Regions from separate parts of the Arachis hypogaea genome. Here region 1 is linked to region 2. A link is a contact called in public Hi-C data. All regions are on one chromosome and are shown on one strand. Each heading gives the region's core, a stretch centred on a gene start, on an enhancer-like site or on the middle of the called end of the contact. The rest is flanking DNA. Distances are from core to core; before and after follow the strand shown.

The links. A called contact is a pair of places that touch in the nucleus more often than the background predicts.
Region 1: a Hi-C map of leaf shows a contact between it and region 2, with 4 times the contacts expected there. The contact joins the enhancer-like site here to the promoter of LOC112722537 in region 2. A contact is called at or near these places in 2 of 8 Hi-C or Micro-C datasets (leaf and an unstated tissue).

Annotation. Positions count from the first base shown.
Region 1 is chr11:125,942,335-125,945,034 of arahy.Tifrunner.gnm2.J5K5, reverse strand. LOC112722538 (a long non-coding RNA gene) reads right to left here. Exons shown (of 8, transcript XR_011867718.1): 6 at 1,904-2,015; 7 at 1,603-1,681; 8 at 1,096-1,507. Among protein-coding and RNA genes, the nearest start is that of LOC112722538, 3.6 kb to the right of the region's middle. Within about 2 kb of position 1,409, at least 1 of the 3 cell types and tissues checked has open chromatin away from gene starts, as enhancers often do.
Region 2 is chr11:125,695,370-125,698,097 of arahy.Tifrunner.gnm2.J5K5, reverse strand. LOC112722537 (eukaryotic translation initiation factor 5A-2) reads left to right here and starts at 1,362. Exons shown (of 5, transcript XM_025773595.3): 1 at 1,362-1,708; 2 at 1,990-2,112; 3 at 2,240-2,296; 4 at 2,605-2,679. The coding sequence starts at 1,586.

The DNA.
Region 1 (2,700 bases), core at 160-2,659, 250 kb before region 2:
CATTGCTTCACACCTAGCTAGCTTCAAAAATATAATATAATTAAATTTTGTGGTATAATCACTAATACTCTGCATTTATTTACTTTTCATTCAAGAAGAAAAGTAACAAATACATACTAATCTTCTTGAAATTTTTTTGCGTTTTTAAATATTTTATTTTAGAATAAATTTTGTATTGATAATGTATAAAAATTTATGCCATCTAAGGTTTGAGTATTTTTTTTTAAGTTTTATTTTATTTTAAATATTTTATTTTATAATAAATTGTGTTGTTAATATATAAAAATTTATGGTCTCCAGCACATCAAACTCATCTCTGTAACTCTTTTTCCATGGTAGAGTTGTGATTCAGCCCTATCAAAAATACATGAGGTTTTATTGACGAAAATCAAAGAACAACAAGAGCCAAGCTCTCTAATCTCAATCATGCTCTCGAATGAAGGGTTAATGATTTAATGTGGATGATCTTAAAGTTGAAAAATCGTAAAATTTTCAGATAAAATAGAATTTTTATTTAATCAAATGAAGATAAATAATTTTATTAAATTAAATTATATTAATATGATCAGTGAATGATAAAAAATACTAAAAAAATATATAAATAATATTTTAAGAGTATAAAAATTTTAAATTGTCATTTTAATTTTTTTGTAATCAACAACAATAAATTTTTTGAATTAATTAAATTTTTACAAAAAATTATATACCTAAAATTATTTCGTTTCTTTAAAAATATTTTGAATATACAATGATTCAATGAGAGATTGACTATTGAGAATTGAATATAATATTTTTAAATTCATATTTTCAATAAAAAGATATACTTAGTTATATCCATCATAAATAATTCTATATTCACTATTACTTATTTATCTAAATAATTCTAACATTGATAGAATATTATTTTTAAATGTAAAAAATTTAAAATATATTTATTCTATTTCAAAAATTAATACTCATATTTAACTTAGGATTTCAACAAATATGACAAAGAATATTACATTTTGTAGTTAAAAAAAAGTAAAATATCTATAAATATATTTTTGTGCTTTAGCTTTAGCTTTAGATTTTTCAAAAAAATTTGGCAAGTTAATAGAATCAAATCATATTTCTATAATATATATAAGAATGTATATTACACATAAATAAAAAATACTAGGTGTAATAAGAACAAATACATAAATTAAAAATCCACATTAGAAAAATCCACAATGCAATATGATCACCATATACAGTATGATCACCATATACAGAAACAAAAATATAAATAAAGTGGAAACTGGGCAGCACACTTTAATTTACTTTGTGATGAGTATTGACAAACTAAAGCCTCTATGCATGAGGCATGAGGCATGAGGCATGAGTGAGTTGTCAGCAATAAACATCCCACTATTGGTGAGTGACCATCATATGGGGCCGTGTTGGATGCACTTGTCCTCAATCCAGTGATGCTCCAATCCACACTACGCCACGCCTAAAACCATTCGCTCACTTTCTGATCCTACCCCTGCATGCAGAAAACATTTCGGTTAATGGTGAAAAGGCACACTTGAAAGATAAAAAAGATTTTTAACAATATAAGCCAAAAGAAATGAGAGCTACCTTCTCCAATATACTCAATTATGAATTCGTCTTTGTAGATGGTTTCAGCTGCCTCTACACCCCATCCACAATGTTCAGTCTGAATCAGAAACACATGGTTGCAAAAATTTAAAATTTTTCACCCCAAACAAAATTCAATCCCGAATATACACATTGAGATTAAAGGAGAAACGGATGTTTCTCAAATCTCGTTTCAGGACAAAATTAATAAAATCTAAAGGCCATATAGATAAGCTACAAGCTTTCAACCTAATAATTCATAAATTATAGACCAAAGAATAAAAGAACAGAATGTACTTGCCACTATTTATCATGACTTTAGAAATCACTTTATCACTGATGTGCCTTTGCACTTTGGCTCTCAAGCTTCAAAGGAGTAAACATGAAATTTCCTGAAAATAATGCTTCTTTATCTGCCAATTCAAAAGATTCACATCTTGGTTAAACTCAAAAACTGAAACTCAAAAAGAAATATAAATATCTCCACCAGATCCTTAGAATGCTTCCAAAATCATTTCTTTCATGGTTTCAAGCATTCTAACAGTACGAAGACATGTAACAACCAAGGATAACCCAAGTTTAAAAATCAAAATAACTCTCTTCAGGAATTCACAAGTGGCACAAAGGGAGCATTGGGTAAATATTTAATAACTTGATTGAGATTCTATTTAGTTTATAATTCAGATCATTGCAGACTCAAGGAAGAGATTGGTGTATGACTATATCTTGGAAGTATTTTAGTGAAAAAAAGGGACTGGTACTAAGTATAAGGAAAAGAACTGATAGGGTAGAAGTTTAAAATATATAGATAAGTAGGATATTCTGCATATATAGAGCGAGAGAGACCTTTGCAGAGTGATAGGGAGCACTTCAACTCACTATAGTTTACAAAGTAGTTAGTATACAGTGCACAGCAATAATTAAACTAAAGAAAATTCCATGCTAAGATCAACAAAGTATTAATTAGAGGAAACTGGATTTTAGTTTCAACATGTAGCAACCACGTTATACACTCTAAGTTAAGATATATAAGCTTTTATAATCTATGCTCTAGCATCATATTCAACAAAAATTCATCCCAAACTACTCAGACTGATT
Region 2 (2,728 bases), core at 113-2,612:
TTAAACAATATAGTAACATGTATCAACCATTCAGGAACAACTTCATGTGAAGTCAACTTTCTACTAAATTTAATAGGGACAAGTACTATTTTATCTTTAATATTTGAATTAAATTCTAATTCAATTTTTAATATTTGAAGCATTATATATTAATTCTATTTTAATTCTCTCATCAATTTTTTTTTAATTATTCTTTTTTTTTCAAAATTACCCTTTTTCATTATAATTTTCTTTTAGACACCGATAAAAATTGAATTATAATAATCATAGTGATAGTTATAGTTATGTGAGAAAAAAAAAAGATAATAAAAAGATATTTAAAAAAATTAATTTTGACAACTAAAAATTAACAAATTAAGGCATTTGGAATAAAAATAAAATGTTTTAAATATTATTAGAAATAAATTTTAATCACGAGGTTAAAAACTAAAATAATACTTTAATATCTTCACATAAAGATATAAAATTAGATATTGAGACATGCTTTGTTACAAATTCAATCGAAAAATATATAGTTTTTCTTTTTATGCGAGATTACCAACCAAAATTTTCTTGATTGATCTTTGTTTAACCAAATGAATTTTTACTGTAAAATCAATTAACATGAAATGTATAATATTTGAACTTTAATTTTTTAGTTAATATTCAATTTAGTCCCTAAAATTTTAATTGTCTATATTTAATTCTAAAATTTTGTAAATATGCCTTTCATTAGCTTCTAAGACTATTTTCAGTACAAAAACATTAATAGATGTATGATATATTTAGTCAGATACGTTTTGGTTTTGACATTCAAATAGTCCAAAGTCGACATCGTATCAATTGTTTTATTATTTTGTTAGGTAAAATTTCAATAAACATGAATTATTTGAATACCAAAATTAAATCAATATCATTTTATAGAGTCTAGCGTAGCCTCCAGCTGTCTATGACAATGTTCTATTAACGTACGTTGAAAATTGGTTTAAAGACTAGTACGAGATATGTTCGCAAAGTTTAGAGACTAAATAAAGACAATTAAACTTTTAGAGAGTAAATTAAGATTCAAATACAAGTTTAGAGACCAAATTGAACATTAATTTTGCAAAAAACAACTTTGAATATCATCTTTTTTTTTCTGATCTTGAATTTTTTTTTGGACGTGGGTCTTGACTTTGAATATCATCTTGTGTTACGTTTCAGTTTCACGTTGTTTTTGGGTTACAAAGCAAAAGTTTAATTAGTTTTTGGGCTTCTTTTTCCGTTTTCTTCGTTTTCGGCTAAAGCGCAATCATGGTTATGCATGGTCTCGAATTGAAGAGAGCGTCTGTTTCAATTGGGCCTGAGCCCATAAGAATCAGCGTAGAAGGGACGCAGCTAGCTGCTGATATTTATGATCCAACGGACACTGGTAGACTGAATCCAACGGTGGTGATTGGCATACTAAGATCTGCAATTGAAAATGTGAAACCCTAGATTCCGTGGCGATTGCAGTGAATATAAACGAACAAAAGCAGAAAGAAAGATACATCTACTCTCTCTCCCTCTTCTCCTTCTTCTCATTTCTCTCTGACTCACTCCAAATTCAGTGAAATCACCGTTGGATATGTCGGACGAGGAGCACCATTTCGAGTCGAAGGCCGACGCCGGAGCCTCCAAGACTTACCCTCAGCAAGCCGGTACCATCCGCAAGAACGGTTACATCGTCATCAAGGGCCGTCCCTGCAAGGTTCTCCCTTCAGTTTCTTCATTTCCCTTTGTCAAATGATTAATTCACTGATTAATTGAATTGATTTATAGTATGGTTCTTCTTTCTAGATCTAGTCTGTGTGCTTTGTTTTTCTAGGGTTTGCTGATCTAATCTGTTGATGGTGACTTATTGTACTTGCTTGCGTGCTTGATTTGTTATTTGCATCCATGATTAATTGCTTAATTAATTATAGTGTTGTTATCTATTGAATTCAATTTGTGTGCTGTGTTATCGATGGGCTTTTTTTTATCTGTGGGCAGGTTGTTGAAGTTTCGACTTCAAAGACTGGAAAGCACGGTCACGCTAAGTGCCACTTTGTTGGAATTGATATCTTCACTGCCAAGAAGCTCGAAGATATCGTTCCCTCTTCTCACAACTGTGATGTATGTGTGCTCCTCATCGTTTTCTTTCTTTCTTTCCTTGCCACTTTTTGAGGTGTAATTTATTGTGTGTGCTCCATGAAGTTGCACATCATAATAACATTCGGTAATTACTATTTCTTCTTGTCAGGTTCCCCATGTGAATCGTACTGACTACCAGCTCATTGATATCTCTGAGGATGGATTTGTAAGTTTCCAAGAATTCCATTTGATTAATTGATTTACTCATATTGTTATTATTACTTATTACTATTATTATGGTTTTGTTAACTTGAATCTACTGATTAGGGTTACTGAAGTGGTAAAATTAAATTTATAAATTTTCAATGCACTGGAAACTGCAGAGATTTTATTTCTTCTATGAAAACTTACTGCATTAGTGTAATATTAAGGCATTTACATTCTAATGCATATTCCTTTTTACTGTCATTATTATTGTGGTTGTATTCTTAATGTGTGCTTGCATTTTCTTCGTCTTAAATGGTTGTATTGTAGGTGAGTCTGCTCACTGAAAATGGAAACACCAAGGATGATCTCAGGCTCCCTACTGATGATTCTCTCCTGTCTCAGGTTTGTACAATTTAATGCAATTCGTGTATGGATGTGTTATGTTCCTATA